Regions from separate parts of the Mus musculus genome. Here region 1 is linked to region 2. A link is a contact called in public Hi-C data. All regions are on one chromosome and are shown on one strand. The core of a region is the stretch at or near the end of the contact, and the rest is flanking DNA. Distances in the headings are between cores, read along the strand shown. Region 1 overlaps Pacrg (PARK2 co-regulated). Region 2 overlaps 4930452A19Rik (RIKEN cDNA 4930452A19 gene).

What was found. A called contact is a pair of places that touch in the nucleus more often than the background predicts.
Region 1: a Hi-C map of muscle stem cells shows a contact between it and region 2, with 3 times the contacts expected there. The contact joins two enhancer-like sites. A contact is called at or near these places in 1 of 39 promoter capture datasets (hippocampal neurons), 2 of 484 Hi-C or Micro-C datasets (embryonic fibroblasts and muscle stem cells) and 1 of 115 datasets of contacts at active chromatin or transcription factors (stem cell-derived neural progenitor cells).

What each region holds. Positions count from the first base shown.
Region 1 is chr17:10,781,754-10,788,016 of GRCm38.p6, reverse strand. All of the region lies in intron 1 of Pacrg (PARK2 co-regulated), which reads left to right. Among named protein-coding and RNA genes, the nearest start is that of Gm16169, 23 kb to the left of the region's middle. Within about 2 kb of position 3,851, at least 4 of the 459 cell types and tissues checked have an H3K27ac peak or open chromatin away from gene starts, as enhancers often do. A contact at or near this core is called in muscle stem cells, where this site is marked.
Region 2 is chr17:9,754,734-9,761,031 of GRCm38.p6, reverse strand. All of the region lies in intron 3 of 4930452A19Rik (RIKEN cDNA 4930452A19 gene), which reads left to right. Among named protein-coding and RNA genes, the nearest start is that of 4930452A19Rik, 18 kb to the left of the region's middle. Within about 2 kb of position 1,426, at least 47 of the 459 cell types and tissues checked have an H3K27ac peak or open chromatin away from gene starts, as enhancers often do. A contact at or near this core is called in muscle stem cells, where this site is marked.

The DNA of each region.
Region 1 (6,263 bases), core at 2,602-5,101, 1.0 Mb before region 2:
TGAGATTGTTTACATTTGTGTCACCAAGAGCCTATAAGTTCAGATTTGAGTCATGGATTTTTTAAGATAACATTTTGCTATATAACCTAGGCTGTTTTCAACCTGTGGTAGTGCTACTCATGGTTCAGCCTCCTGAGTGTGGAGACTTTGTGAAACTTTTTAAAAAAGATTTATTTAGTTTATGTGAGTACACCGTAGCTGTTTTCAGACACCCTGCAAGAGGACATCTGATCCCATTACAGATGATTGTGAGCCACCATGTGGTTGCTGGGAATTGAACTCGGGACCTCTGGAAGAACAGTCAGTGCTCTTAACCTCTGAGCCATCTCTCTAGTCCTGACTTTGTGAGTTTTTAAACACTGAAAAATCAATGCTGCACAAATTCTTTGGCCACTGTAGATGAATTTATTAGTTACATATGCACCTTTGATTCTGAAGGGCACCTAGCTTCTAAGTGGATTCAGTAATTTATTAATTCCAGTGTTATTCACCGATTTTACTCCACCTCCTGACCAATTTCTAATTACTATTAATTCTTCTCTACTTCAACAGTCACAAAATATGGCTATAAAATTCATCTGGTTTAGTCTCGCATACCCCTTTATTCCTGTGTGGGCTGGAGTCTGGCTTCCACTCTATAACAGCACCACTGTCTATTTATGCATCTGACTTTCCTGTCTCTTTGGAAAATACCTAAGAGAAACGGTTTGAAACACGGGATTTGTTTCAGTTGGCTGTGTCAGAAGTCTCCTTGGCTCTGGGACAGAGCTGAGGCTGGCACATGAAGGTGTCAGGGCCGTGTGAGAGCTGCTCACCTCACAGTGGGCAGGAAGCAGATGACTAGAGATGGGCCAGGGTGACTGTGTGCCTTCCAAGGCGCACCCCAGTTGTCCACTTCCTCTACTTTTTTTTCCTCCCCACTTTCACCACCTGCCAGCAATCTAGTCATATTATAACTTAGCCTCAGATAATAAACCATTGATTAGGTCAGTCTTCATGATATGATCACTTCTGGAAGCACCAGATGGTTTCCTTCACCAGTCTTATTGACTGCTCTCAGTCTTGTCAAGCTGACCATCTAGAGTAACCATGACAGATGGATGTCTCAGTCCTCCTTAAGCTTCTTCTCTGCATCCTTGAACCCTGAGCAAAAGCTCATTCCCTGACTCTCACAATGATATTCCTTCCCACTTTGCTTGCTACCATATGAGGATTATCTATTCTCCTATAAAAACACCTTACTGTCCAGAATTCAGGAACCATCTGAGATTCTTGCCTTTGATTTCCAGAGGTTGAACCCGCCATCTTGTCACAGGTGTAATAGGCAGCTCCAACTGTTTATCTCCTAACCTCCAGGCGAAGAAGTATCTATCTGGTCTTACTTTAAATTGTTACTAGAAAGGGTGGGTTTGTAGTTTTTAAGATAATAGTGATTACTTGTTTATTCAGGAGAGAGGGAAGATGAGAGAACAGGGTGGAGTACAGAGAGAATTTAACTGTAGGCTGATGGAACCATGAGCTCCTGGAAGTAAAAAGCAATGCTCTATGGCTGGCTCTATCTGGCTGTGACTCGTGCTGCAGTACTGACAACAGAGATCACAGTCTGCTCCCAAGAGTCTGTGCAACATGTCAATAAGAAATCATTTATGGACTATAAGCAGATGAGAGATATAATTTAATTAGTCTATTTGAATATTCATTGTGTAGTACACAAAGGAATGACCTAGACAGGCAAAGCTGGAGGCAGTGAGATCAAATAAACTCTCAAACCTGTAAACTCTCAAAACCTTTAGATGCTGAATAAATGAAATGAGAAGCAAAGATGGTAAGAAAACAAGTTAGATCAACAGTCCAGTGTTTAATATCATTTAAAGTGAAGATCTTGTGCAATTGGTAGCAGTGCTGAAAAGAATGAAGTATGTATGTACAGATGTGTGTATTCGAACTTACACCAAAACGAGAACCTGCACCTTCTCATTTGTGAGTCTTTGGCTTAGTTAGTAAATAATTGTATCAAGGATCATAAAGTATATATCCTATATATAGTCCACCTTATATTTCAAATAGAGGAACTTAGCCTAAGAGAATAATACAGGATACAGAAAACATATGCCAGAAATACTTAACAGTATAGTTACAATGGGAAAGTGGATGGGTAGTCAAATATGATTGCTAATAGTTGGTGGAAATATGCTTATCCATGGAAACTTCAATTTTGACATCAGTAGCAAAACCATGGCATGTTACACTAAGTAGGACGGCCACTCTCTCAAGAGATCAAGGGTAGAGTCCACAGCATGTATGTTTCTGAAAACTTTGGAAGGGAAAGTGTCAAGTTACTAATTGATAGTAGAATTGTAACTGATTAGCAAACTTTTCTCCGAATATTCTGTGATCTTTTCTTATGTCTATGATTTACACAAATGGATTATTCCAGCCTTTTCGTACTGAAGCCTAAGTCTTAGGTCTGCCTCTAGTTCCCAGTCAGCCGCAATCCTCAAATCCCACACAATCCCATAAACGACACACTTGTCTGGTGATTCTTTGTATTTTTGCCTAAATCACATCTAGCACAGTGACTGAGGCCATGTTCTTTAGACAAGAAGGGCATGCGGCCTGTTTCAGCTGGCTACTGAAAGGGGTGACTTATGAGTCTAGCTTCTTTAAGTTCTTTGTACATAAAAAAGTTTCATAAGGTTTTGTTGACAATACGTGCCAATAGTATTAATAATAGAGCAATGCATGCATGTTGTTATGTTATGTTGTGTTATGTTATGTTATGTTATGCTATGCTATGTTATAATGCCACCATCACTGAAGCCTTCTCTTATACCATGCCCCAGGCTACACTTCTTGACTCTACCTTCTCCTGACTTCAGGGCATCTTATAAGTTTTTGAAAACAATATGATGTATAGATACTAATGTCTTGTTTTTATATTTCTGTTTTTAGGCCTTGACAGAATAATCTTCCTAAAATAGCTGGTTTCTCTGTCACTGACTGTTGCTTTTAACATCTGACTTTTAAGGAATCTATAGAGTATCTACCTCTCTCTTTCTATAAACACACACACACACACACATACACCACCTTATACTGTGAGAACTATTTCATTGATGTCCCCTCACCACTGCTCAGCTACCAGAGCTCGCTTTGGCCCTGTTGAAAGCTACTTGCTTTCTCCATGTTCTCCTGTGATTCAGTTTGCTTATCATCTTAATTCTGTTGGCATTTTCTTCATTTGTTCATCTGGTGACCTTAGACATTGCAGAACTTTTGGTAGCAAAATCAATTACAATGAGTGAACTGGCCAGACACTGAATCACCACATTTCTGAATCAGAACCCAGGATGCTGGCTGCATATGCTGCAGACCAGGCTCACAGTCCAGCAGGAACTCAGGGGCACTGCCAAGATGTCTCCCTGCTGAACGACAGCTGTGCTGTAATGTATCACAAACTCTGGGTTGCAGCTTGTGCAACTGGGAATTACGATCTCTGCCATCTCCTGATCCCAGCGCTTTAGTGAGTTAGCTAAATGGACTAATTTGAATTACCCACTGTCAACTTTCCATTTGGAATAAAAGGTCCTTTCTTTTTTATAGCTCTGGTTTATGCTTAAGAATAAAAATAATGAAAAGGAAAAATTTTTAATTTTATGATGGAGAGTTTGAGAGAGCCTTAAATTCCTTCCTACTTATTATTACTTTTGTGGCCCTGTGACAGACACAGTGATCTAAGTCCTAAATCCATTACGAGGCATTCAATAAATGCAGGCATATAAAGTACTCTGTCATCTGAAGTCATTTCAAACTGCATTCAATATCTTGCTTCCCAAGTGCATTAGCTTTTATTAAAAGCATTCTGCTGTGACATCCACTCTTCCTAATTGGTTTACGGATTGTCCCCACCATTCGGGCAATCTTAATTGCATTTTCCCACAAAGCTAGTTTGATTTATGGTTCCTTGTTTGCCTTATATTATTTATAATAAATCAGAGAAGAAATCTTAAGACATGAAATAAAACTTACAGTAGTTCCTTTTCCACAAGCATAAACTTACCTAAGAATCCTTAGCAGTATTTTGATGTGTTTTGAAAGTTGCTTAGTCAAGCATTCGTCTTCTGTGTGGTCTTTGATCATGATACCTATATTCTCTTTCTAGTTATTCTATATTTCACTTAGCATGCATAGGCTTAGAGAGTTATTTGGGATGTAATGCATGTAAGTGTTAAAAGATGCTACATTCTCATGTAGAGCACATACTCACACAGATAATCTGGTTGAAACAAAGAAAATATTATCTAAGGACATAGTGAGAGGATCTAACTATGACACTAGCAGATCTAATTACTAATGCTCTCTTTGTTTTTGCACACTGCAATTTTGAGATAACAGGTGTTAACTTGAAGTAGATTCATAACAAATAAAAAGATAAAAATGTTTTTAAAAACTAAAATGAACAGCAGTAAAATAAAGATAGAGACACTGAAGGGAAAACAATCCCCTGTTGCTGAGTGATTGCATAGTAACATGGGTTACTTTATAAAATCCTCTTCAAGCATAGACTTTCCATGGGCCTTCAGGCATGGAGTCATCCTGTAGGGAGTACATGGAAATTTGTGGGAAGAAAGAACTCTACGTTGTCTATATCAATTTATAAAAAGCCTTCTAGGCTTCCTTAGAGAGAAACGTGCTCATTCCTTCAAATACTTGAGCAGTTAGTGTTTGACTTCAGAATCAAAATTATTGCAGAGACAAAAGGGAAACTATTTTTAAAGGAAATATAAAGCAGAGAGGGAAGGATGACTGCAATCAAATTTTAGGCCAAATCAATGAAGATGGGCTCACCGCAGAAACAGTTGACTTCAGAAGCTGACAAACTTTGAAAACCCATAGAAAATACCTACCTACTGGTTATAGGTGAGGTTTCATAAGGAGATGCTGTGCATTCAGTTCCACTGAGTCAGTGACGATCCCAGACCTATGATGTCAGCAGAGACACTGAGCTGAGCTTACACACACTTGGATCCTACTTTTAGGAATAAGAGGCTTGCCCTCTTTTTCTACCAGGGGACCGTAAGAGGACAGCCAGCAGAGAGGGAGACATTGCACTCTTGTCCAGCGGGAGTAAGGCCAGCTCACCATGTATATAGTACTAGGAATGGAGCAAGACTTTTACTCCCAAATCAGGGAGCTCATAAGGTACCCCCTTCCTCAGTATGAATAGTAAATCCTTTGCTCTGAACCAGGTAGGGCTGGATACTTCTAACCCCAGTTTGTTGATATTGGACTTTATCCGCACCCCTGCGGAGATGTGGAAATGGAATGTTTACAATGTGCCCCTTTTAGGTTGGAGCTACAGCTCAGTAATAGAGTGCTTGCCAACTGTGGTGTGACTTCTCTTGGAGACATGTATGCAGACAAATGTTACTGCACATAGGGCACTGACAACTGAAGAAACAAGCAGTTCTACCTATGTCTAGCTTAGTGAATCAATGAGCTCATTGGAGTTACATGTAGGAACATAGAGGACTCAAAGACAAGTCCACCCCCACATGGATGACAGCTCACAAAAGCTGCCTTCCTGGCCACTGTTTACAGCTTGTAAAACCTTGTAGAACCTTGGGGGTGAGGGGGAATCTCCTCAGTCCTATAGCATCTTTGACTTCTTATAAAGTTTTTATGGGTTTCTTGAGCCTCTCTCCTCTCCAGGATGAAAGCAGCCACACTAGCATCCACGGGATGGAGCTAAGGGTGTTAAACAAGGGAAGAAAGGAAACTTAGCGTTTCATAATATAAAATGGCTAGAAGTTCATATCACACCCAAACTCAGCAACACTGCAGGAAGAATGAAAAATCCAATCAATAAATATCAGCATTAGAACAGTGGAAATATTATATATGCATTAAGAAAGAAACTTAAGTGACTTGTGCATTGCTAATAGAAAGTCTCATCAAGTAAAGAAGATCAAGTGGATGTTTTAGAATGAAAAGCAAAATGAAAAAGTTTTTCTATGTCATCGTAAGACTATCTTGGTTCTGTAGCAGGGTAGAAAGGGCAAAAGGGAAAATCTACAGACATGAAGATCTAGCCGCAGAAATCATCCAACCTAAGCAACAGAGAAGTCTTGAAAGATAATAGGAATGTAGAGTCCGACATCTTCAAGATCTGAAAGGAGGAAGAAAAGAGGTCAGATCTGAGAGGCATCCAAACCTTCCAACTTTAGTGAGAGAGCAGTAATCTTAGGGTTCACTGAGTTGAA
Region 2 (6,298 bases), core at 177-2,676:
AGGACAGATAGACCATACAGAAGCCAGAAACAGCTGCTGAGCAGCTCAGAATATTGTCTTCCCAGCTTCTCCAAGGCCTGAGCTGAGAAACCAGATTTCTTCTGGGTGTACATCACTCTTTCCTCTCCTTTGAAGGACACTGAATTTCCATAAAACCACAAAGGCCAGAAGCACACTCAAGACCAAAATAGCACTGAGGTTAAAAAAAAAAAAAAAGAGTAACCTTGGTTAAACAGTGTCGCTCCACGGCCCATGGCCATTAAGTACTAATGCACTGGAGATGCTATGGTAGAATATATGGGCCCCCTTTTGAATCATAGGACCTTAGGCAATAAGAGCATAAACATTTGTTGGCAAGCAGGGCAATGAAGCAGAATGCAGTTAGTTCAGATGCAGGCATGTTGATTTCCTGTGCTATGCTCAGCTGGACTCTGAGATCGTCAGTACTGTGAACTCAAACCTACATCCCCAGCCAGATTCCTACAGAGGGAGGGGACAGGAGGGACGGATGGCCAGCTTGCTTTGCTCCTGTGTGCTCAGTCTAATCTGTACATATGTGCAGATCCATATTTAGAATTTGTCTAGGCAGAGAGTGGTGAGCCATGGAAGCTTTTGCTTATCACTTGAAGGATGCTGGGGAGTTGTACGCCAAGCTTCTATCAGGAGCCCTATTCTCTTCCTCCTCACAAATCCACAAAGACAGAATCTGCTGATGTGGAAACGAAGGCTGTCTGTCTGTCAAGGACACGGGACATTTGTGTCCTTCGCCTACCAGTTTCTGTCATATTGGCAGGCAGATGTAAGGCTCATGTGGGGCCACGGTGGGTCAATAACGTCAATATGGTTTTGAGTTTACATTCAGCTTTTCTTTGACTAAAGAGAGAGCTTTTATGTATAATTAAGGCTTGGAAAATGGTGTCAGCACTTTTCCTTTGAGAAAAAAAATAAAAAGGGTGAGGGCAGCTGCTAGATGGGCTAAAGTCTGTGGTCTTTCTCTTCAGTATTGTGGCTGGTGGTAACTCCAGGCTGTGATGTTTGCTGCCCTGGAGACATGAAATGTCCTATGGGAATGACTGTAACCAAGAGTCCCTCCCCCATTCTGTGTAGCTGCTGCACCCCCCTCTCAGATGAGTCCAAAATTTTCAGAGACAGCCTAGTTATGGCTAAGGTTTCAAGCCCCAAGTCCTTCACTGCTCTGAACGCCACCCTGATGTGACCTGTCACCTCCATTCCAACACTCTGAGAATAGCCCGCCCTGGTTGCCTCTGTGTCCTTGATGCTCAGCCATGTGTGACTCTGGCTGCCCAGACCTGAGGCTGCGGGTCTCAGGAAGGGCCAGCATCCTCAGTGAGCACCTCTCTCCGTACCACACACATCGGATTGATTCCAGAGAGCCTCAGAGAGGGCTGTGTGCCTTTCAGTGTAACAAAATCACTGTGGTAGTGGTTCCCAAGTTCTTCCTCAGATCTGGTAACCCCCCCCCCCAACCCCAAGAGCCCTCCGATATCATTCCCCTGGCTCCCCCTAGTGGCCCAGGGGTCCCCAACCAGAACGTTTTTTATTACAGGGTTTTTTTTGTTTTTTGTTTTTTTTTGTTTTTTGAGATTATAATATAATTACATCATTTCTCACTTTTCTTGCCAAACCCTCCCACATACCCCTCCTTGGTTTATAAGTTCATCATCTGCCTAAGGAGATTTCTGATGAGCCTGTTTCTATACCACATGTGAGGGCAACTGGATCCACCCTGATTCTAAACCCAGAATGTGGGGTCCTGGGAACTCTGGTGTTTTTATGCTCCCATCTCTGAATGCTAGTCAAAATTTCTGCCAGGGACCTTAGGGGCCACTTACCTTTGAGGTTGGGTTGGGACATCTTGTCTTTTTGTTTGTTTTATTTTGAAGACAACATGAGCCGACTCTGGCCTGGACCTCATCCGGGAATGCAGATGGGGCTCAGCTTTAAATGATTGCCTGCCTTAGTTTCCCCAGTGATCAGTAGCAGCGTGAGCTATGGTGGCAGTCTACTTTAATGAGAAGTCCAAGAGTAGAAGGTGAGGGACCAACTATCTCTGATGCTATGTCTGGCACCAGTCCTAAGCCATCCAGGTTGCTGATTTCTAACAGCTGTGTTAGAAAAGTTCATGGACATCACTAACATTTCTCTCTTGTGTGTTTCAGCCACACAGTTCTCAAATATCCACAGACACCATAGCAGCCCAGGTGAGCCAAACTAAGCAGCCAGCATCACTGCCCTCATGTTGAGCCACAGGGGTTGGGTCCTCAGAGTGCTGCTGCCACTGCTGCGAATTTGTATATATTTTTAAAGAAAAGTAAGCAAGTTAAGTTTATTGCAAAGGAAGGCTATAGCTCTCTGCAGCAGAGGAAAGGGTCAGAAACTGGTTGCTCTGCGGGTAATTTTAATTTTTTTTTCTATTTAGTTGCTTTTTTTCTTACTAAAGAATAAGGGGTTTTCTGTTAGACATAACTTAAAGGATCTTTGTTAGGGAATAGGGTGAGGGTATGGGAAGGGGCAGTTTGGGGTGGGTAAGCATGGGACCTCTTGGTTCAGAGCCTGGCTCCACTGTTTTTACTGGACCATTGAATGAATGGTCCACAGCCAATACCCACCCATCTGTGCCTTCATCTTCGGGACTGGCCTAGGTAAAGCTGTAAGCCTCCCTTACTCCATGTAGACCATTCTTACTGGAAATGAGGCCAGGACACAAGTCTATACCTCTGACCTTTCATTTGGGCACATTAATGCTTCACAATTTTGACAAAGGGAAGTTAACTTGGGTTTGGAAAGTTAGGAAAAGGTGTTGCTGCCATGCAGATCCCTTGCTCAATGAGGGCCAGTGAATCCTTTGCCCACTGAGTGCCAGCTCTCTCTCTCTCTCTCTCTCTCTCTCTCTCTCTCTGAGTGTGTGCATGCGTTTGTGCGTGTGCGATAATGGCTGATGCAACTGTTGGAAACCAGAGGCTTAGCTCATGGGTGCTTCCATGGTTGGGTCAGGGTATGCTTTATTTGTAGAAGGCTGACTAAATCTTGACCCCAGCTATCTTGGCAAGCTGCAAGTGGCCATGTGAGAGATGAGCTTCAGGCTCAAGCCCAGCTCCTGGAAGACAGGTGTCTACAGAGAAGGATGGTACTACCCTCAGAGACTCCTGTAAGGAAAGCAGGCCTTTAATGATGTGGGGGAGCTGAACCCACGGAAGGGGTATCTAGGGAGATAGATGGTATGAACCAAAAGTAAGGAAACTGGCTGTGAGCTATTGGGTAGGAAACACACACACACACACACACACACACACACACACACACGAAAAGAACTGTGGGAAGCCTGTGCTCTCAGGGGACAGATGCTGTCCCTAGGGTCCTTCAGCTCAGGGACCACACTGATCACAGGTTCCTTTTCTTTGCCTGTCCTGGCCATTGGTTTTCCTGGCCAAACCTGCCATATTTTCTCCCAGGACACATGCATGGTGTGCCATTTTGAAGGAGAATCAACAAAAACAGAAGTCAGGTTGGAAGGCATCCATGCTGTCTGGGTGTCAGAAGAGGGGGTGTTAACATCGTCTCTTAATTTGCCATCACATCATATACCCCTACCTTAAAATGAAGAACAAGAATAGTACTTTTTCCTCTTCTTCAGAGACCCCTCCCTGGTACTGGCATAAACTCACATGTGCAGAGACCAGTCAGGCTTGCCCCCTGTATCCCCCTCTCTGGACCCCCATGTGTACTGTGTGTCTACCAGGCTGCTCACAGGTGGCCTTAGGGGCCGTTGCTTTTCAAATGGTGAAACAAATTTGGTGGGTTTTGGTTGTCATTGATTGGCTTTGACACACTGCTGAGGTTGGGCACCAAGGACCCCTGGTACTTTAAGTCACTTTTATCGCTCAAATATGGAGCTTTGACAGCTGAAACGCCTTATGAGAATAGCATTTAAATGTGCAATGCGCCATAAATACGCAGAGTGCGACAGCCAGGAAGCTGTGCTAATCGCGGCTTTGATGTCCCACGAACTACTGTAGCTGGCAGTCCTCGTGCTTCTGCAGGCCTCTTTGGACTTAGCAGATACCGCTCAGTGGATCCAGTTTTCCACTCCTCCCCTCACGAGGACAGCTGTCATCCCTGACTCAAAGGAAAAATCCTTTCTGGGCCCTTGCTTGGCCACAGCCTTTCCTGGCCATACTCCTAGGAGCCTCTCGCTTCCTCCCTGCCCGGGAGTGGCAGAGGGTGAGGCTGGCTAGACCCAGCCAGACTTTCCCAAAGTTCTGTGTCATTTACCACCTTGTCCTACAGCAACATGCTATTTTTAATTTCTGGCGACTGCTACTCTTGATTGGCTGGGACAAGAAATGGAAGTTCAGCTTGACTTGAGTAACAGGGAAAACGGTCCGTCCCCGACAGAACATGCAGCAGGAAAGCTGAAGGTTCGCTATAGAAGCATGGGTAGACCACCCTAGCTTCCGCTGTACTTAAAAGCTGCCAGTAAGAAGCCTGAATGCTTACATTTGATAAGAGCCTTGATCTTTGGATTCCATGGTCACTACAGAGTGCAAGGAAACCACAAAGGGTGTCTGCTGTCTGTAATTTATTAGGTTTCAGAGCATCCCAGGAACTACAGACTCAATCCCTCAGCTCTTGGGTCCAGGAGCGCCCTCTTGTGGGAGAAAGCACTTTTGCCTGGAATTTCTATTTGTCTTTTTTTTTTTTTTTTTCCTCCAGTTTTTAATTTTTGAGAGTTTCCTACATGCATATACTATGCTTTGGTAACTTTTCCCCCAGTTCCTCCCCTTCATCTCTTCCTCTCCCCTCACTTTCTCTCCCTATTTAATGCTTCTTGTTTGTATACTTACTGAGTCCACCAAGTGCTGTCTGTATGGGCATGGGTATAGGACCATCCAACTAGGGCATTCTTTATTATTTTTGTTTTGTTTTAAACTTGTTCTTACTTCTGGAAGAACAATATTAGTTCATAGTTTTGGAGAGTAGAGGAGCTGGAGAAATGGGTGGGTTTACTATGCTAACCAATACCATCAGTACTTGTCTGTCTTAGGGCTTCATTGTTATGTGAAGAGACACTATGATCAAGGACAGCGTTGTGGCTGGCTTACAGGTTTAGAAGTTCAGCCCATTATCAGGAAGGCAAAAAGCATGGCAGTGTCCAGGCAGACATGGTGGTGGAGAAGGAGCTGCGAGTTCTGGCATCTTGATTGGAAGGTAGTCAGGAGAAGATTGGCTTCCACGTGGTGTCATTGCCCACCCCCACAGTGACAGACACACTTCCTCCAACAAGGCCACACCCACTCCAACAAGGCCACACCTCTTAATAGCTCCACTACCGGGGGCAAACATATTCAAACCATCACACTATTCCTTTGTATGTGTGTATCACATATGAATGCATGGTGTATGGGTATGTGTATGTATTATCACACATACAGAGGCCACAGGAGGATGTTGGTGGTAGTGTTCCATCACTCAACACCTTACTCTTCTGACACAGAGACCTTTGCTCAACCTGGAGCTAGGATGGTAGCCCGCAAGCCCCAGCAATCCTCTAGTTTCTGTTCCCATACCTCTGGAGTTGCAGGATCATATATATGCCTTTAAAATGGACATGGGGGACCTGAATTCAGGTTATCTATCATCCTTGTTCAGCAGGTGTCTTAGCCACTGAGCCATTTACTGCTCTCTCCCTGTCTTAGGGTTTCTATTGCTGTGAAGAGACACCATGACCAAGGCAATTCTTATAAAGGACAACATTTAATTGGGTCTGGCTTACAGTTCAGGGGTTTAGTCCATTATCATCACGGCAGGAAACATGGCAGCATCCAGGCAGACATGGTGTTGGAAAAAGAGCTGTGAGTTCTATACCCGGATGGGCAGGCAGCAGGAAGTAGAAGTGACACTAGACCTGGCTTGAGCATTTTAGACCTCAAAGCCTGCCCCCTAGTGACACACTTCTTCCAACAAGGACACACCTCCTAATAGCCACTCCCTATGGATTTATGGGCACCATTTTTACTTAAACTATCACACTCTTTATTCTTTTTTTGATGTAAGTTTTTCACAAGCAACCCAGAAGTGAGCCTTTCTTCTGAAAAGGATTCTGATGTTAATGGTTCTTTTACACCTATCTCAAACGAACATTTTATTTCTTTATCCATCTGCTTCACAGAGGAACAACTATACAGGTTGTGCTGCTTTTATTTAATCTATACACTTCGAGGAAATTGGGCTTTAATTTTTATGCTCTGAGGTTGCCTACCCCACCAGAATCAAAAGA